Regions from separate parts of the Mus musculus genome. Here regions 1, 2, 3, 4, 5 and 7 are each linked to region 6. A link is a contact called in public HiCAR-type, HiChIP or PLAC-seq and promoter capture Hi-C data. All regions are on one chromosome and are shown on one strand. Each heading gives the region's core, a stretch centred on a gene start, on an enhancer-like site or on the middle of the called end of the contact. The rest is flanking DNA. Distances are from core to core; before and after follow the strand shown.

What was found. Promoter capture Hi-C pulls out the DNA fragments that hold promoters and counts their contacts. HiCAR-type assays count read pairs that join an accessible place to other places. HiChIP or PLAC-seq counts read pairs in DNA pulled down with a chosen protein or histone mark.
Region 1: a contact with region 6 is called in a promoter capture Hi-C map of the C10 cell line, with 4 times the contacts expected there. The contact joins the promoter of Shld1 here to the promoter of Tmx4 in region 6. A contact is called at or near these places in 2 of 39 promoter capture datasets (the C10 cell line and pre-B cells).
Region 2: a contact with region 6 is called in a HiCAR-type map of astrocytes, with 3 times the contacts expected there. The contact joins the promoter of Mcm8 here to the promoter of Tmx4 in region 6. A contact is called at or near these places in 4 of 39 promoter capture datasets (the C10 cell line, cranial neural crest, liver and 1 more), 2 of 115 datasets of contacts at active chromatin or transcription factors (astrocytes and pro-B cells) and 1 of 9 other capture datasets (liver).
Region 3: a contact with region 6 is called in an H3K4me3 HiChIP or PLAC-seq map of stem cell-derived neural progenitor cells, with 7 times the contacts expected there. The contact joins the promoter of Bmp2 here to the promoter of Tmx4 in region 6. A contact is called at or near these places in 8 of 39 promoter capture datasets (the 3T3-L1 cell line, the C10 cell line, embryonic stem cells and 5 more), 5 of 115 datasets of contacts at active chromatin or transcription factors (astrocytes, embryonic forebrain, extraembryonic endoderm stem cells and 2 more) and 1 of 9 other capture datasets (embryonic stem cells).
Region 4: a HiCAR-type map of astrocytes shows a contact between it and region 6, with 3 times the contacts expected there. The contact joins the promoter of Plcb4 here to the promoter of Tmx4 in region 6. A contact is called at or near these places in 1 of 39 promoter capture datasets (cranial neural crest), 1 of 484 Hi-C or Micro-C datasets (embryonic stem cells) and 2 of 115 datasets of contacts at active chromatin or transcription factors (astrocytes and embryonic stem cells).
Region 5: a contact with region 6 is called in a HiCAR-type map of astrocytes, with 4 times the contacts expected there. The contact joins the promoter of Crls1 here to the promoter of Tmx4 in region 6. A contact is called at or near these places in 5 of 39 promoter capture datasets (the C10 cell line, hippocampal neurons, liver and 1 more) and 1 of 115 datasets of contacts at active chromatin or transcription factors (astrocytes).
Region 7: a HiCAR-type map of astrocytes shows a contact between it and region 6, with 2.8 times the contacts expected there. The contact joins the promoter of Lamp5 here to the promoter of Tmx4 in region 6. A contact is called at or near these places in 1 of 39 promoter capture datasets (hippocampal neurons) and 1 of 115 datasets of contacts at active chromatin or transcription factors (astrocytes).

Annotation. Positions count from the first base shown.
Region 1 is chr2:132,685,677-132,688,376 of GRCm38.p6, reverse strand. It overlaps Shld1 (shieldin complex subunit 1), which reads right to left and starts at 1,446. Exons shown (of 3, transcript NM_001358260.1): 1 at 1,396-1,446.
Region 2 is chr2:132,814,771-132,817,536 of GRCm38.p6, reverse strand. It overlaps Mcm8 (minichromosome maintenance 8 homologous recombination repair factor), which reads right to left and starts at 1,396. Exons shown (of 19, transcript NM_001291054.1): 1 at 1,072-1,396; 2 at 292-463. The coding sequence starts at 439. It overlaps Trmt6 (tRNA methyltransferase 6), which reads left to right and starts at 1,483. Exons shown (of 11, transcript NM_175113.3): 1 at 1,483-1,733. The coding sequence starts at 1,603.
Region 3 is chr2:133,550,720-133,553,512 of GRCm38.p6, reverse strand. Bmp2 (bone morphogenetic protein 2) reads right to left here and starts at 1,354. Exons shown (of 3, transcript NM_007553.3): 1 at 162-1,354. RefSeq lists promoters at 389-704, 1,194-1,392, 389-2,793 and a cis regulatory region at 2,366-2,376.
Region 4 is chr2:135,658,115-135,660,814 of GRCm38.p6, reverse strand. It overlaps Plcb4 (phospholipase C, beta 4), which reads right to left and starts at 1,268. Exons shown (of 39, transcript NM_001355153.1): 1 at 1,085-1,268.
Region 5 is chr2:132,845,311-132,848,010 of GRCm38.p6, reverse strand. Crls1 (cardiolipin synthase 1) reads right to left here and starts at 1,345. Exons shown (of 7, transcript NM_001024385.1): 1 at 886-1,345. The coding sequence starts at 1,194.
Region 6 is chr2:134,642,853-134,645,552 of GRCm38.p6, reverse strand. It overlaps Tmx4 (thioredoxin-related transmembrane protein 4), which reads left to right and starts at 1,432. Exons shown (of 8, transcript NM_029148.1): 1 at 1,432-1,711. The coding sequence starts at 1,548.
Region 7 is chr2:136,056,477-136,059,176 of GRCm38.p6, reverse strand. Lamp5 (lysosomal-associated membrane protein family, member 5) reads right to left here and starts at 1,429. Exons shown (of 6, transcript NM_029530.3): 1 at 801-1,429; 2 at 59-231. The coding sequence starts at 864.

The DNA of each region.
Region 1 (2,700 bases), core at 197-2,696, 2.0 Mb after region 6:
CACAAGTTTGCAAGATACAAGACCAAACACATACACAAATCACTTGTATTTTTAGACAAGTGATACAACCTCAAAAGAAAAATTAAGAACCTTTTCCATTTGTAAGGGCACAGAAATGAAACACGGCTGTATTAAATATGCACAAGATGTTAAATATGCACTAAAGAAATGGAAGACCTTCCTTGTTCGTGCACCAGAAGCCAGTATCTTAAGATGGTGCTATTCGCAGGGGTGGTGGCCCATGCCTTTAGTTCTAGCAGACATAAGCCCAGCTCTGTATGTTTAGAGCCCACTGAACTACATAGTGAGTTCCTGGCCAGCCAGAGCTACATAGTGAGACCCTGTCCTAAAAATAAACTAAAATAAAACATAACAAAATAAAAAATAAAATATGATGTTACTAATGCCCAAACTATCCCTACAAAACAAAACAAATAGTGCAAGTCAGATGTGATGGAGATCCTGGAATGAAGACAAGAATATTGACACAAAGACATAGAAGTGAAAGAGAAAGGTAAGTCCCAAAGTAGAATCACACTGATGGGCAATTGATGGAGAAATTCAGAAAACAGACAGGAAGGTCCTTTTCAACATAAAAATAAGAATATGCAATACGATTCCATAAAGATAGGCATTGTTAAGTCATCCATGGAATGCAATTCTCTCAAGTCCCCAAAACAAGCTTTGCAAATCCCTGCCCCAAGAATCTAGCCACATACTTTTTTGATTCCGTTTATATACAATGCAAATTAAACAACCCTAGAGACAGACAGCACTCTGGTCATAGCCCAGGACTGGGGTAGGGGCAAGTGGTGGGCGGAGCGAAGCTCTCTGGTTCTGGACTGTGTTCCTCAATAAATAGTTTTCCTTGGCGTGATGAGAACAGTCCAGGGTTATCACAAGTGCACAATTAGGCTAACGTACAAAACAGACTGTAGTTTACACTTTTGATTTTTATGGAAACATCAAGTTACTAATACTGCTGTTTAAAATTATAATAGACCCCTGGTAGCCCACGCCTTTAATGCCAGCATAGGAAGGAGGATCTATTTGTAAGTTCGAGGCCAGCCTGATCGACATAGTGAATTCCAGGACAACCATAGCTATGTAGAGAGACTATATATATATGCAAACCAAAACCATAAAAGCCTTAACAAAACCAAAATAAATAATTGACTGGAACTAATCCTGATCTCTACTAATTCCAGAGCGAGGTAAAAAGAGCGCAGTGGGCGGAGCTTGGAGCGGAGGGGCGGGGCGGGGCAGGTGCCAGGGAAACCGGCGGAATAAACCATCCGCTCCTCCCCCTCCCTCCTCGCTTCCCCGCTCCCTTCCCACCGCCCTCCAGAACGGCAGAAAAACCGGCAGAGGTTCTCAGAGCCCCGTGTCACTCACCGGCTGACCGCAAGAGCCCGGAACCGGAAGCGCTGGCTCCATCTTTGTTATGGGAAAAGCAGAGTTTAAAAGGAAGTTGTTGAACCCGTCTTTGCTGAGGCGAGAAAAGGTCAAGGCAAGTCAGCTGCGGCCATCTTAACTGAGGGCATTTGCCTGAACTCCTGCAGCAGGACGGTCATCTGGGATATTTAGTTGCTCTAAGTGTCCTTGTCCGACTCCAAAGAAACTGGGAAACTGTTAACATGCAAAGTCTCTTAAAAAGGACATAAGACGAAAACTGGCCTTGGAAGTACAGTCTGAACCCGAGGCCTTGGGAGGACGTTGTGAGGCAAGACGATCAGGAGCTTTAGGCTAGCAAAATTCTCTCAGACAGCATTAAGAATAATTTAATATTGTTACATGGATTCTATTCGGGCTAAAATTTCAGGACCACACAAAAGAACAAAAGGGTTGACTGTTGAAAGACAAAATTCGAGGGGCTGGGGATATGGCGTAGCATGTGAATCGGTGTCTGGAATTTGGTCCCAAATTCCACCCCTCTCAAGAAAGCACACAACCAGAACAAACTCAGCCTAGAGCTAGTGGAGAGTTCTAGAGCAGCATGGATCTGCTTATGGGGAGACGTCCCATATTTTCTTATGGGAGAAATGGAAAGAGAATGAAAAGCCCAAGTTCTAGGGTACTATCCTTATAGGTTTAAACAAAGGAGATTGTGTTGAGCAGAACTATGGAGAAAGCAAGCTTGTTTCAAGTTCATTTAAGTGGCACTTAGCACAAAAGATTCCATTCCAGTTTGGTTCTGTCCACTGGGCCTACTACTGTAAAAAGCTAGTCTAAAACAATTCTGTTTAATTGGACGGTTTTCTCCCCCACCATAGTCTTGAGGGGTCCAGTATATTTACAGCCCCTCCAGATCCCTACCTTTGGGTGAGACCCCACACATTAGGAGTCCTGCAAGTTAGAGGAATGTTTTCAAATTACTGCTTTAGGGGCTAGAGAGATGGTTTAGCAGTAAGGAACATGGGCTGCTCTTCCAGAGGACCTGGGTTCAGTTTCCAGTGTTTACATGACAGCTGACATCCTTTTCTAAACCCAGTTCCAGAGAACCCATTGTCCTTTTCTAACCTCCAAAGGCACCAGGCATACACACAGAAAATATTTTAAAATATTTAAGCGTTGTGCTTGAGCCAGTTGTGGTGATAAATGTCTTTAGAATCCACTGCTCAAGTGGCTGAAATAGGCTGTTCTCTGTGAACTCAAGGCCATCCTAGTCTAGTTATCTATTCCAGGCCAGCCATAGATAGA
Region 2 (2,766 bases), core at 147-2,646, 1.8 Mb after region 6:
ATCTACTAGGCATTATTATTAATAGGCATTATCATTATTTCCATTCCTTGTATTTTTTTTTTCTTTTTACATTATGTTGCCTGTGCACACTAGTAGGCCCACACATGCCATAGTGCATATGTGGAGGTCAGAGGGCAGCTTATGGAGTCAGTTTTCTCCTTCCACCATGTAGGTTCCAGGGACCTGAGGGTCCTCACTTGGCAGCAGTCCCCCTTACCTACTCTGGCATCTACCGGCCCTTGAATTGTCTCTTTCCCGAGAGAAAACATATCGATCCCTGCGTGCACGTACCAGAAGCGTGCTTTCCTGAAGCTTCATTCAGGTCAACTCTGTTTTCTCTTTCTCTCCACCTTCCTGAGAAGTTCCCACCACCTCTTCCTCTTTTCCAGCTTTGGAATCTTCCTCGTCCAAAACCTCTGCCTCTATAAGCACCACTCATGTCTTCCACAAGTCAAGAGCACTCCTAAAAAATGTATTAACATAGTAAGGGGGGGATTAATGTACTGTGTTTAAGACCAGCACTTAGGCTTGCAAAGTTCCATGCTGCAGTATAAACCTTATGTGTTGTATAGTTAATTCTTTTAATCTCCATCATGATTAAGGTACACCATAGACATTTATTCAATACCAGTTTTCAACAAACCACCAAGAGAGAAATCAAGGAGTTAACTTGAACCGGTTTTCTGTGTGGAACTAATATTGGGCAGTATTGGCTGAAAATAATCCTCACCAGTACGATACTAGGGAAATAACATAGCCCAATCTTCGCTGTATTACTTTCTGTGGCAGGCTGTCCTAAAACTGTTCCAAAAGAAAGTAACTCCACTTAAAAATTCCTATCCCACAGATACAAACTATTGATAGATTCATACGCTGTGCTGTAATTCATTAGGAGAACCTGTTCTAACCCTAAGAGGTTTTAATAAATAAAAGATTCGCAAGTATGCAAACTAATAATAATCAAGGTTGCTTGTGATAGCCCTGTGATAAAAGCTCAAGTCTTCAGGATCCTCAGGATGAGACATTCCATCGCAACACTACGTTCCACATCGATCCAACAGGATAACATACTGAGAACGGTGGCGATTCCAACATCTACATAGGGAAGCAGCCTGAGAAAAGTCGTACGCAATCCCTGACTCCCCGTCTTCCTCGCGTCCTGCTTTCAGGAGCCCCGGAGCCTGCGACAGAGCCGTAAGCCGTATACACTCTCACGCAGGGCTCCGCGGACACTCCGTCTCCGGAGCCGCCCGGTGCCCGCGTCACTGCGCGCCAGAACGCCAGACGCAGGGCGGGGAAGGCCGAGCACAAGCCCAGAAGGCAAACTCGGACCTCGCTTGAAGTTCTTTTTTGGCGCGTCTATGACGCGCTTCTGCTTAAGGAAGCCACGCGACTAGGGGGCGGGATGAAGTGTAGCCAATCAAAGAGTTCAGAGAGACGGAAGTCGCCAGGCTTCCGGAAGCCGTCCCGAGGTCCGGACCGGAAAGCGGAAGCGGCGTGCAGCACGTGGGGGCGGTGCCGGCGGAGACGCAGGTCCCTCCTGGTCGTGCCGGGCTCCTAGCGGCTGGAGCAAAAACGGAGGTTGAAATTTACCTGGCTTCCATGGAGGCATCAGCTGCGGAGCAGCCGAGCTCACCGCCCCCGCCTCTCGGGGACCACTGCATCCATGACGGTGACTTCGTGGTGCTGAAGCGAGAAGATGTGTTCAAAGCAGTGCAAGTCCAGCGGAGAAAGTGAGTCTGGTTGCTGGCCTTGGGCAGCGCGCACCACCACCCGGATAATCACTCCCTCCTGTGCCCCATTCTTGGCTCTTTGAATCCCGCTCCCCAGCCCTTATTGCTACCACTCAGGTCTTCCTATCACTGAGGCCTTCCCACCGGGATCCTGCCGCATCCTTGGCTTACGGGTACAGTACTCGCCTCTACCTTTCATTCCCCAACTTTCTATTCTACCTTCTGCGCCAAATTCTCTTCCCAAGAATTCCATTCTTGATACTCCCACTCAGGAGGGTGCTTTCCCGAGGATTCTTGGGGGGCGGGGGAAGAGCCTCACTAGTCTTACAGAATTTATCCAACCTTTCACATTCGTATCTCTTATGTCTGACTCTCTTCCCAGCTCCCCACTTTCTTCATAAATCCAACTTCCTCAGTAAGAGAAAAGGGAGATAAGAAAGATCTCTTACACATAGTATGGCTTGCAGGTAGGCAGTCTTATTCTCTGGATCCCAGTGGGAAAAATCTGTCTACTGTAAGAAAAGAGAACTTACTACAAGGTACATGGCCAGCTTAAGCCCAGTATACATACTGGTGCTTGCTGATGGCCCGCTGAAGCAAACACTTTCCTGCCTCCCAAGTGGTGGGATTACAGGTTTGCTTCACCACACTCAGCTTGCTTCATGTTCTGATACAACCATTTGAATGTCCTTTTTATAATGTGTTTTGTTAGATGATCCTTTTTGTTACCAAGGAGACATACTGTATCTTTAGTTCTAAAAGGTACTCTTTTTGTTAATTAGTTTGTTTGATGGGCTACACAGAGAAATCCAGTCTCAAAAAAAAAAAAAAAAACCAACAAAAAAACGACCTAGTATTGTTTTAAGGTGTGTGTGTGTGTGTGTGTGTGTGTGTGTGTGTTTTTGTGGGCTTGAGTATGTGAATTCCTGTGCGCTCAGTGGCCAAATGCTTTGTATTTCCTGGAGTTGGCGTTACAGCCAATTGGGAACCACACAACTTGGGTGCTGGGAACCAAAGTCAGATCCTGTGGAAG
Region 3 (2,793 bases), core at 105-2,604, 1.1 Mb after region 6:
TTGGAATGCCTAACCCCTCTAGGGATCCGCTGCACGTGCACCGGGTGAGGGTATGTTTACGTCCACTCCACTCCACCAGTCCTCCCAGGCGCCCTGCGCCGTTGGGCGGGAAGCGGTGTCACCCGCCAGCCAACCCCGGGTCCCCGGCCCGTGTCCTCTACCTTTAGGAGACCGCAGTCCGTCTAAGAAGCACTAGGGGGCACGTCCATTGAGAGAGTCTCCACATGGAAAAAGCTCTGTCCGAGGGACCTGGAGCAGCAACTGGGCTTCTGTTGCTTTTCTTCGCCTCCTCCTCCTTCTCCGGGTGTTCTCCCTGTAGGGAACTGTGTCTTGGGGTGGGCCCAGCGGGCTGAGGAAGAGAGGTGATCGGGCTGGAGGCGGCAAGACTGGATCCGCCGGGCGAGGACACCGGCGCGAAGTGGGGAGCCCAAGTCACTCTCCCGGCAAGTTCAAGAAGTCTCCAGCCAAGTGCTGACACACAGCCTCGAGCAGGGGGAGGAGTGCGGGGCCGGGACGGGAAGGGAAGGCTGAGGCAAGGCTGCTGCTGTCGTCGGCCTCAGGGACCAGCGCTGGCGGGGCGCGGGGCTGGCTCCGGGACTCGCCGGGCGAGGGACGGACGTTCTGCGTTAGCTGGGCCGCGACCCATGGCTCGGGGCAGCCATCGTGGGCGATGCCGTGTCCGGGCAAGGGCGCAGCGAAGATCTGGGTGGCGGGCGGGCCGCCACTCTGCATCCCTCAGCCTGACTCTGGCGCACCCCCATCAGCGCTCGCCAGCAGAGCCCGCACGGCTGCGGCGCCCCGGCGTCCTGGGGCTCATTCTCGAGACAGTCCAGCCGCGCGTCTCGGGTTGCCAAACCGGGTGACCTCGCGCTCCGAGCCCTCGGGCCAAGTGTCTTTTGTGGCAGCCTGGGGTCCACTCACTCTTCCGCCCGCTCGCCTTGGGCGCTCACTCCTGGGTCAGAGTGGCCCCGCATTGAGGGTAAGACTGTGCTCCGGACTCCCGGTTCTTAGCGTCGGTCCGCGACTCTAGCTTCTCCCGGACAGCCGAGGCCACAGCGCCAGGCGCGCACAGTCTGGAGTTCCAACCCGTGTCGTGCCAGTCCCTCGAAGCCGCGGGTGACCCTCGCGTCTTTCGCCGGGAGGGCGTCCGGTGCCTGGTGTCGCCTGGGGAGGCTACGTCCGGGGCTGCCAATCCCGGGCGGGCTGTGGGAAGCGCAGCGGCGGCGGGCGCAGTGCGAGCAGGGCTCTGCGCGGCAGGGCGAGGACTCCGGCGGCGACGACGGAGGCGCCGTGGCGCGGCGCTCGCGGCTTTTAAAGGAGACGCCGCCTGCCGGCTCCCTCCCGGCCGTGGCCGAACACCTCCCCCTCGGAGGCGCAGCGCGCCGGGGATCCCCGGGCGGGCGGGAGCGGCGCGCAGGGGTGTGGACGGCGCGCCCTACGGGGCGGCCGCGGTGGAGCGGGGCGGGGCGAGCGCGCGGCCGCTAAGGGGTCGCGTCCCGGATGAGTGTGAAGCCGACCCCCGGGACCTGGATCCGCGCCCACAGCTGCGGGAGACTAGGGCAAATCCAGAGTCCACTGGCCTCTGAGTTCCCTCATTGGGCCAATATTCAACTTGAGTTTGAAGTTTTTAGGTAAGAGCACATTAAAAAGAAGAACAGAACTTACAAGTTATTAGACATTTTGGCAAAAATGTGAGCAAACGCTTCTGTTTTGAATGGTGAGAAGAAAATGTCGAGAAATAGCCGATACACATCTGAGTGCATTATTACATTTTATAAATATTCATACATTTATATTCAAATAAATGAATCTAATAAAAAGATGCATATATTTTATATGTATTTATTTATGTAAATTATAAAAATACGGGTACAGGTTTCTGAACATAGATACACACTTGTAAAGTGGACATCCCTTCTAGTGATGTGTGTGTGTGTGTGTGTGTGTGTGTGTGTGTGTCCATGTGAGGGGACAATGAGAGTTAATAGAAATTCTCTTTATAGAAGCGATCACTTCGATACTTGTGATATTTATCTTCCCTTCCACACCCACCTACTCCAGAGTCAGGTAACAAGACAATTCCGGTTTGAGACCTTTGAATTTTCTGCCTGGTCCTCTCTCTCCACTGGGTCTCCAGCAGTAAGGCTCTGGCTGTGGCCAAGCCAGTTTTCTTCCTCAGCTGGAAATGTCCCCAAAGCTGCTGAGCCAGGATTCTTTTTTGAAATCTTTCCATTTCTCCCTACATTCAGGAGCCTTCATAGTACCACCACTGGCTACCCACAGGACCCCCAAAACTATGGGCTGAGCATTCCTGTAGAAGACCAGAGTGAATAACGTTACGTTGTGAACCAGATCTTTCCAGTTTGCAAAGCAAAGACCGAGAAAGACCAGAAGCAGGGGCTTTAATGATTTTTTTACCCACGTGTGCTAGCTTTTCAGTCGGGGAGCTAAAATAACTCTAGGTTCGTTCACCTAAATCGGATTAGCAACCCACAGAGGGAAATTAGGCCCTGGCTGTTTCTAGAGCTGTAGAGGTCAAATAAGGTATTTTTGAAGGAAGGCTGTCTACAAGGGAAATTAAAGGAGAGGAAGGGATAGATCCAGCAATTTGCGATCAGCTACTGTATTCCTTTTTAAAACGTGTTGCAGAAGTTGTCACTCTGAATCATGAGACACCAAACAAGGCGGCAATAAAACACTCCACTCAGACGTGTAAGTGTGTAAGTCAAAAGGGCTGATCGCCTCTGAAGCCATTTCCTTCCCTATCAAGTTTAATTGAGAAGTTAACCATTG
Region 4 (2,700 bases), core at 19-2,518, 1.0 Mb before region 6:
AAAAGGATTAAGTTGAAATTTTACACACACACACACACACACACACACATCTTCCTACCCTAAAGAGTAGTTCTTCACTTTCTGAGATCCTGGGAGTCCACCCAGGTAAAAAGTCACTGGTTGCTCTTCCTGGTCATCTTTATTTTATGGTCTGATTTTTCCTTAAAAGAGAAATTCAATTTTTTTCAAAGCATTATACACCTGCCTGTGCATGGACTTTACTGCTAGCCATGTTTATTCAACACATTATCTCCACCAATGGATAATTTAAATTTATGGACCACTATGCATCCCACTTCTACTTCAAAAGATGGCGACTGTCCATGAATGTTTTGCCCCAAATTAAATCTCAAGCCCCTTGCTTTAGAGAAATAGGAAGAAGCACTATAGAAGTTTAGGGTTATTTTTTTAAAGTCATATCTCAAATGCATGCATATTTGTGGAATATAAGACATTTGCCTTTCTAGAAATGCTGGCTTTATAACTCTAGAGTTGTTCAATTGGAAAATTCTGTGTTTTCACACTTAGATTCAGTAGTTTACTGAGTCTAAACTCAAAAATTGTACAATATAGACAATTTCTAATTGACTAAGAAAAAACAACTTTAAACTTCTGAAAATAAAGCAATGTTCTTTTACATGCTTTTAGGAGGCCCAGATACTGTCCTGAAGGAGCGCTTAGCCTGTCAGTGTCAACTGGAAACGGTCTATCATTCGTAAGCTGTCCCCAGAAGACGCTGAAGATGCACACGCACACACATTTACATGCGTTGCACAGTGCCAACTATTTCCAACCAAAATAATCATATACACGTCGAGCCGAGCTATTTCTAGCGCAGAAGAGGGTGAACGTCCGGGTAGGCAGAGGAAACCCAGTAGCAGATGATTGCCGGAGAGGCGGGTGGCGGCGGGGTCCCCTGCCTCCCGCGCAGGACGCCTCGCACCCCGCACCTGCACCGGGTCCCCGGCAGGGCAACCGGGGGCGCGCGCGCGCGTCCGGGACGCACCCGCGGGAAGCCGAGTAGCCCGGCGGGCTGGGAGCGGCGGGAGCATCCCCGGGCGGGACCCAAAGCGCCTTCTCCTACCTGTCACTTCCAGGCGAGTCGCTGCCGGGGATGCGGCCACCGCCGCCTCCGGGAGCCCCGCTGTGTTCGCGCGCGCGCGTGTGAGTGTCTGTGTGTGTGTGTGTGTGTGTGTGTGTGTGTGTGCGCGCGTGTGAGAGCCTGTTTGCGGCGCGGCTCCTGAGCCGCTCGCGCGCCGCCACCCCCTCCCCGCCGCCGCGGCCGCCGAGCCCCTCCGGCGCCGCCCCGCCCTCCGCCGCCTCCGCCCCCCACCGGCCAGCGCCTCCCCGCTGCGCTCACCTCGGCCGCCCGCTGCCCAGGGCGCCGCCCGCCCGCCGCTCCCGCCGAGCCGGGCCCCGTGCGGCCCCGGGCCCGCCGCCCCTACTCCCGGCCGCGACGCTGCCTCTGGAGCCCAAGCCGTCGCCTCGCAGCCCCAACCTGCCGGGCTACGGAGCATGCCCAGTGCGGCGCCCGGCGGGGCTGGGGGTGGACCGGGGCCGCGCGGGCCGGCCGGGGTGGGGGTTGGCTGTCCCGGGGTCGCCGCCGCCGCCTTCCCGGTGCAGGGTCTGGGCGCGCGCCCGTGGGGACTGAGCTGAGCCAGCAGCGGGACACCACGCGCCGCTGGCCACGGACTCAGCGGGTGCCCGGCCCGGGAGGAGGGGGTGCGAGCCAGCCAGAACCGGGAGCGGGGAGCGGGAACTGCGCTTTCGTCTATGTTACATTGAACAAACACGGAGAGCTTGTACACTGCAGCAGGCACTGTGAGACAGGGATTTTATTCATTCAGCCCGAAAAACAATCTGCCGGAGGAAGTACTACAACGGGCTCACACTGAGCCAGAAAGTGATTTCCAAAGTCTTCCCCCAAGTGATCCTGAGACGTGCACCCCACTCCACCCCCCCCCCCCAGACTTCGGTTCCAGGGATGCTGGGGATCGCTGTGGCCAGCTCTCCTTGTCCTTTGAACCGACACCCGGGTGCCCGAAGTCCTGCTGAGGCGGCCTGGCCATGTGCATCCAGCGTCACCCTTTGTGGAGACCCTACACTGGAGCCGCTCCGGAACTCCCCGAGGGCTTCCTCCTACCGAGGCCACTCGGCTTCCTCCCTCTCCTGCCTGGCGGCGGCCACCAAAACCCGGAGACGTGGCACCTGCGCACTGGGGACTGGGGCCCATGCTGGCGGCTGAACTGGGCATGCTCAGCTGCCTGAACTGGGCTGGCGGGTCAAGAGGAAAGGGGTCGGTTTAGAGGTTAGCTTAAAAAAAAAATGGAGAAGAGGGCAGAAGTGTAGGCACAAAGGAACAGTCCAGGCACCGTGGATACAGCAGTTGAAAACCCCAAAGTGTCGCACCCTTCGTTCATTCTGGCCGTTTCAGCATGGATAGAAAGAAAATAACCACCAAAAGTTGATCAACTAGTGTGATGTGTGATGGTACATGCCTGTAATCCCAGTTAGTTTACAGAGCAGCCTAAACTATACAGTCGGTTCAAGACCAACCTGAACCCTGTCTCAAAACGAGAAAGAAAAAAATAATTTACCAATTTAAGGGAGATGGACTGAGAGCTACTGACCACTCTCTAGCCAAACACAAAGCTTCAGATTTAAGTTAGCCTTGAAAAAGGTTTTTCTGCAGTGTCTGCC
Region 5 (2,700 bases), core at 96-2,595, 1.8 Mb after region 6:
CAGAGAAGAGCTGTCTCGAAAAACAAAACCCTACAAAAAGCTCATTAATATCTAGTTATTACATTTGGACATTTGTGAAAGTCGACAAAGCTTAATCTCAAATTACCCAACCAGATAACCTGTGGCATACTCGGCCAACTGTGCTGGGAAGGGCTTCAGCCAGGTTGAGGGCAACTTCAAAGCATCCGGCGGCGTTCAATCTCCAAGAGTTTTAAAGCTAGGCCTGAAGCTGTGACCCCTGCCGGGGTGTGGCCACCTCAGCCCATGCTGTGTAACTGAGGAGAGCAGGGCAGTACAGTGGCCGCTGAAGACCTAACAATTGAAGATGTAATAATTGCATGGACTTGCTAACATGACATCAAAAGCTGGGCCACACTCATGCTCTGGTGTCACCTGCTTGGGAAGTTATCTTACCAGGCAAGGTGAACAAATCCTTCTGTTACGTCAAGAATAGTCTGAAGCTTTCTATAATACAAAGTTGAAAGATCTTTTCATTACAACCTAAGCCAGATAATTATCCTCCGTGATACTGCTAAAGACCAAAGGATGATGTAATCTGCACAAACGGACAGAAGGGCCGTTCTTATGGTTCCGCCGAACTTAACCCTGAAGATTCACTTCAAAAAATTAAAAACAGATTAACTAGACGAGCGATGGTTGTTTTTACCTATGCAACGTGTAGACACACCTCCCAGCAACGGGTGTGCACACAAGGGGATTACAGTGGGTTTCAACTTGGCCAGAGACTGTACCCGGCGGGGGACCCCTGAAGTTCACCAAGATCGAACGCCCTGGCTGCCCGTAACTTCCCAGAACACCGGGTGAGTGTCGCGACAGAGCGCCGAGCCCGTCACCTGCGTCCCGCCGACCCTCCCTCGCACGTACCGAGCTGGCGGCGCTCGCCGGGACCCATCGGGCGCTGGGGGCCTGCGCGGCGGCACCTCCTCCTCCGGCGGCGGGCTCCGGGGCTGCCTTCCCCGCGCCCGAGCAGTGGGTCCGCGGGCCGGCGCCGGGCAGCCGCAAGGCGAACGCGGCCGGCCGCAGCCGCCAGCGCTCAGCCAGGCAGCCGAGGCAGCAGGCCGCGGGCGGCAGCAGGGCCCTGCGGGAGCCGCCCCTGCCGAGCCGCGCCCCCGGAGGCCGGAGGGCCACGCGAAGAGGGCCCCACGCGCCGCGCGCCACGCGCCAAGCCAACATGGCCGTGTGGCCTCCACGGAGTCCAAGAGTCGAGAACTCAGACGCCCCTGGCACCGGCTGCCAGCTTCTCTAGAGAAGTCGAGCGGTGCCGAGGCCGTATGGACAGCTCCATACTAATTTCTACACTCTGGCACTTTCCGCTTATACAGGTGGCCTGAACCGCCAAGGGAGTCAGCTTTCACGACGTTTTCACGACACCCAGCCGCTCTGCTCACCGGCGCCCCCGCGCGGCAGCGGCGAGCACGAACAGCTAAGGCCCGCAGGTTAGGAAGACCTGACTAGTGAGTAGAGCCGCTAGTGCCTGCAGGCTAAGAAGAATGACAGGTAGGGAAGACCAAGAGCGAGTGCCACGTGGCCACAGGAAGCCACTTATATCAGGCCTGCCTGATGCCAAGTGGCCCGCTGGTGTGCATGGCTCTGTATTATCACTGGAGATGTAAAGCATTAGTGTTGGCATCAAAGTAGTTAAGTACCTACTCTGCTTCCTTAGCACTAAATGCATATGAATAGAGCAAAGGGAAATGTCAATAATAGCAATCACTAATTGTTTACTTGGGAAGTGCTTACTGTATGCGTTATAGTGTCATTATTTATCCTCTCAACAACTCTAACATGCCTTCTGTATTTGCCTTTACTTTTACAGGTACAGAAGCCCGTGGACAGGAGAAACCTGCTTATTCTAAGTCTGAATTAGAAACAAATCAGTTCACTGTTATAACCTTACCTAACCTACCATTTTGTTATAGATTTGAGCTTGAACCCAGGGCCTTGAATCCAGGTCGGGCAAGAACCAAACCAGTGAAAGGTCACCACGTGGTGATGTCTTGCAGTCTTTCCACTGTTCTTCAGCCCAGTCTGTGATGGCACACACTCACCTGGAAGTTGTTCGTAAAGCCCACATCACATTTGACGATTGTAGTCTTTTTTTTTTTTTTTTCCAAGACAGGGTTTCTTTGTGTAGCTCTGGCTGTCCTGGAACTCACTCTGTAGACCAGGCTGGCCTCGAACTCAGAAATCCGCCTGCCTCTGCCTCCCGAATGCTGGGATTAAAGGCGTGCACCACCACGCCCGGCTAAGGATTGTAGTCTTAAGGAGCTTTTTATCAAGATCATCTTTATTTTGTTTTGGTTTTTGCGAGAGGCCTAGACTTTTCTTTTTAATTAAAAAAGGAAGAAAGAAAAATGAAGAAAAGGAAAGAAGAGGAAAAGAGAAGAAAAATCTAAGCAGTGGTATGAAACAAAGAGAAAAAGAAGTAAAAAGATAAATCCAGGTGGCCGTGGTGCATGCCTTTAATCCCAGCACTTGGGAGGCAGAGGCTGATAGATATCTGTAAATTCCAGGTCAGCAAGGGCTACACAGAGAAAATCTGTCTCGAAAACAAAAACAAAGTCAGTTTCTGTTCATAATTAGAGTTACATCCCCTTGTATATAGTCTTAGCCTTAGTCATCCCCTTGTATACAGTGGTCTGATCGGCCCATTTTGGGATGGATGGGTCAACTGATGGA
Region 6 (2,700 bases), core at 183-2,682:
ACAGCTACCTTTCAGAGCATGTTTTAACATCAGCTGTATTGAAACAGAGCTAGTCTTTTTTTCCTCCTAGATCTTGTGGCTAGGAAGCACAGCGACCCAGATGCCATAGCAGGGGCAGGCAGCTATGCCCCTATCCTACTCTGTGCTTCCTAGAAGGAAAGCCCCTCCTACAATCCTTGCGTAATCCTCTGAGCATCCTCCTCTTTCATCCGAAATGCAGGAGATGGGATTGTTCTGGAAACAATCTCTGCTAGACATGAGAAATGCATTACTAATGTTTTCTTCTGTGCCTCTTGAGCTTCTTTGATTTCTCATTTCCAACTAATGTATACATGAAAAAGATGCGATTAGCTTCAACACTGACTAAACTTGCATCACTCTTGCTCTTTGTACCTTCAGCCCCACCCCCATGCTCTAAAGCCAGTTAATTCTAAGCATAAGCATTCCATTTATTCACCCCTTTCTCTGTTTCTGTCTCTGTCTCTGTGCTAAAAATGCTACAATGAAAATGATAGACTTTCTGTTTATGAATATTTTATAAGCACAGTAAAATACTTTCTACCAGCATTGTAGGCTCAATGTGCACACTATAACATTTTATCCAGACAACAAGACAACACCTCTGCATGCAAACTTGATCTTTTCTATATTACGGACTAGAGGCTGACGTTAAGTACTCTCAAGTACTCTGAATTGCATAGCTGTGTTTTATGCTAGGAACAGAAATCACATTTGTAGGTATATTAGCTGCACCACTGAATTTTACAATTTAGACACCTAAATAAGCTCATGGGCCCTCCAGTTGTGTTACACCAAGGTGTGGTAGTTCCAGGGTACAGATTCGTCTAATGTGTATCTGTAAATCCACAGAAATCATGTATGACTCTGACAAAGTTGTAGCTGGAAGAAAAATGGTGTCCATTTCACTGCAAGTAGCAATAGGAACAGATTCATTTTGTTAATACATGTGTTTTAAAAGTCTATAAAATATTTTTAAAAATTATTTTTTAAAAGGCTGCATTATCTAGATTTATAATTAATCTAGTTTTATCTGTTTGGGCAAGGCTGCTCCAGTAGTGTGTGCATGCAGAGAGCTTTTTAATTGTCCTTCCCTTCAGTCGCCATGGTCCACTCCACAATTCTTGGATATTTTTGTTAACATGAAATGGGGGATGGGTTTATTTAGCCAATGGCCACGTTTCCCTTTAGAGAAACAGCAAGCAGTCGGTAAAACAGCATTGGGTCATTTGTATATTTTCAGCCAGACAGTCAGCAGGAAGAGCAGGCCGTTGCCTTGGGAAACTGCAGACGGTTGCTTTGGCAACCGCCTTCCCACAGTGCGTTGGGGGCGTGGTCAGGGTGGCTGGGCGTGGCCTTGCCGGGCGGGCAGATAAGAGGCTGAGGGAGGCGCGGCAGGCGTGGCTCGGAGCACGGCGCAGAGGCGGGTTGGCCTCTCCTCAGACCTCTGTGAAGGCGGTTGCTTGGGGTGAGAAGCCCAGCCACTGCTCCCCGCCCTCAGAGAGCTGAGCTACCTCACAGGCGCCACCATGACAGGCGGCTTCTGCGTCCCGGTACTCCTGGCCGCCTGGCTCGCAGCGGCAGCGGCCGAGGGTCTCGAGCAGGCCGCGCTGCCGGCCGAGGAGAGCCGTGTGCAGCCCATGACCGCCTCCAACTGGACGCTGGTGATGGAGGGCGAGTGGATGCTGAAATTGTGAGTGTCCCCACCCACCCCGCACGTCGCTTCGTCCTCGCGGTGCCCGTTGTCCTAACCCGGGCTAGACCCGGGCCGCGACGTCCCTGCCTGCCAGCACCTGCGGCGGCGGGCTGCGGCCTTCGCAATGAGCATGCGCACATTGCCTGCCCTGCGCTGTCAGGCTGCGGATGAAGAAGCAAAGCCTGCATCCTTAGCCGCTTTCACCATTGCATTAGGCCAGAAGTGTTTTAGAAATGGAGGAGGCAGTTCACCAGGGGGAGGAGTCGGAAAGGGGGAAGAAAACCATAAGTCCTCAGAGGTATAGCCATATTAGAAAAGGAGCAGCTATTCAGGCATGCATACAGCTAGGTAAGGTGTGTTGAAATACACCATTGCAACAGGGAAGGAAGACCAGTTTGTGTGAAATACCACTTTTCCTTTGGAAGACCTTGAGATGTCCTTGTGGGGCAAAAGCATAAACACGGGTGGCTAAATTAAAAAAGAAATTAAATTCCGACGCCATAATTTTTAGAGGTAGGACTTTTGAGCCAGTATCATAATTGGACTGCGCCAAAGGCATAAAGGGCAATAACAAGTAGCCCCCTTTGAAGAACAGAAGTCTGTAAGTGGTGCGTAGTGCCATGCACGAAGGTTATGTGAAGCTGTCAGGACAAAGGGAAGGGATTTATGTTGATTGTAATATAAAATTAATACCAGGGAAGGGGGCAGTCATCTGAAAAGGCTCATAGACTCATGGGCATCCAGGGAAAATGAAAAAATGTCTGGGAACATAATTTATGAGACCACTTTACCATAGCTGGTGGTCTCAGGCAATACAGATTTATCACTACCATTTGGTAATTAATTTTATGTTGAGGATATAGATATTCTCAAAATTGTATTTTTTTAAAAAACTTATCCAAGGGCACATTTGGAATTCTTCAGTTCAGATTGTAAGTAGATGCCTGAAATCAGGGTAAAAAATATGTAAATTAAAGAACATAATG
Region 7 (2,700 bases), core at 180-2,679, 1.4 Mb before region 6:
GGTGCCCTTCGGCCCTGCCGCCCCTAGGAGCAAGCTGGGGAGGAAAAAGATTCCTTACATCCACATAATTGCTGGCCCACACATCATAAGGTACAATAAATTTGGCTGCAAACTCTGCCATGAGACACGTCGTCCCATTTTCCCGCACCACAAATATGTCTTTCTCGGGGTTCGTGGAAAGGCCCGAAAGATTTTCCACTTCTTGTTCTGCCACGGTTTGGACCATTACATCTGCGGAACAAGGAAAGCAATTTCATTGCTCTCGGGCTCAACTAGCCCTCTGCTTTAGGACACCTGAGCTGGTTCTCTGCAGGCTTTGGAGAGGCAAAGTTCCCTGCTCGAAGCAGTGTGCTCCGCAAGCCATTTCTCTAGTCTACCGCCACCAAACTCATATTTACTGCTGATAATTTATAATGAAAACAGAAGCTAAAATAAAATTAAATTCTTATTTGCAATACGACTAGGCTTTAACACACACACTTACACACATACACACATACACACAGACACCCTGGGGGTTTAGGGAGCGCGGTTAAAGCTAAATCTTTCTTGGCAGTGCTATGCCCCACCATCACAGCCATGAGTTCGGCGTGTCTAGCGCTCTGTCTGGGAGATGCCATACAGGTGTGTGGCTCTCTGGGAGTTCTCTGATATGGATGGGTCATAACACTCACCAGCCCCAAATAACCACAAGCATAAAGACCTAGTACAACAGAGTGAAATCAGAGGGCTTTATTCGGTGTATTAGATTCTCTGCTGCAGAGTGCATTCAGTACCCCTGGTCCCCAGACGCTACTCACGGAAGAACATTAGGAGAATCCGAAGTCTGTCTCCACCAAGAAGGGTTCTTACTCGGAGATCCATGCTGTTGCCGCGAACCAGGCAGATGTGTTTCTGCTGCAAAGGCCGCCCCGGGAGGAAATCCCTCAAAGTGGCCGGTAGAGTGAGCTAAGGGAGGGGGCGGACTGGGAGGAGGGAGCGCGCGGGATAGTCGCGTGCTGCACTGGGTGCTATGGCTCTCCCGCCGCACACTGCAGAGGAAGCACCCAGGATGCAGGAGCTGTCCACGCTGAGAGTTCTGGAAATAACGAGGTTGTGTTTCAGGACTTGTAATTTGGCTTGTCTAGAAGGCCAATGGGATTGGGGTGGTGTGGGGGAGGAAATTTCTCCCTGGGTCTGTATACTGCTCTGCAATGGTATCTGCAAAGATGACTCTGTCCTAGGAAACTTAATGCCACCCTCGGACTTGCTAAACCCTCCCACCAGGTACAGCCAGTATGTACTGTAGATATAACACCACCGGAGCTCCGAATTCTGCTCTTGAAACAAACCAATAGATTTGTTTCAGATTGTTCATTCTTTGGAGAAGGAAGGTAGGCAGGAACAGAGAAGGAAAATGCTATGGCAACAGTTTCCGGCTTTCAGAGACATCTGTACCCACTCAAGAGCTGCTGAGTATAAGGTTAAAATGATATCTCCTCAAAGGGGGTGGGGGGGTCCAGGCCATGCCGCATATCCTTTGGGACCCAGTGACCAGTGAGATCTATCTCTGAGGGCATGTGGCCTGAGCTAGCCCCATGCAGTAAGCTGTGATCACTCTGTTAAGAGGGTTGCAAATAAACCTAAATCTTGGGAGCAGACAGGGTTATCTGGGGTCTCATAGGACAGAAATTTTAGAACTATGGTGTAAGTAAAGACCTATAGTTATGTAATGAAAACAGGCTGGTATTACGCTAAAGCTTCTGGGGAGCAGAAAGACAAACATCGCTAGATAATTCCTGTATTTGCATTTTGGTAGTTCGCTGATTTTTTTCTTTTTAATTCTTGCTCTAATAAATCAGAATGAACCTTTTTTGGGGGAATAGTCATGGTGCTCTAATTAATTGTAATGATGTCCAAATATTTCTTTTATTAGAGAATATTGCACTAGGTCAATAAATAATAATCGCCTTAAACATAATGACATAGCCAATGTCGTGTTAAAGGACAAACTGCAAAGCATTTTACCTATGTTGTCAGTTTGAATCTCTCCATGACTTTAGAAGCTGAGCAAATGAAAATAGAGGTTATTGTTATTGTTATACCTCCCCCAAAGTGAGACATTGAGAAATTCAATGACCTTCCCAAAGTCATATGGCCAGTTTGAATTAAAATAGAAAAAAAATCACGTGTTTTACATTTACAAGGATCGTAATCATTTCTCTTTATATAACACTTTCATTCTAAAACTTAGCATATTATGACCGCCACTACAATTTTTTATTAAATGATAAATGAACTGAAACCTAAAAATATTAATAATTCACACTTTTACATCTATAAAGTGCCAATTTAAGAACTGATATGCTCTAACATAGTATTTGCTTCAAATTGCCAATATAATTCTGTGTATTTAATTTTTCAAAAAAATCCTTCTATCAAAAATTAGATCAATAGCAACTCAAATTGTAAAGTATTACAATTAATACTTGTAGCACTATATTAATTAATACTGAAGCACTATATCTTTTGATATATATCTGCATTTTGGAATTTCATCAAAAATGGCAACAATCTTGTGAAAGTGATTATATATACAAAATGGAGGCAAATTGTTATTCATATAATTTCAATTCTTATTACATATATAAAACATATATCATCTGTTAACAATTATGAAACACTTATTTTTTCTGAGATACTGTAAGACTTATAAAGCAA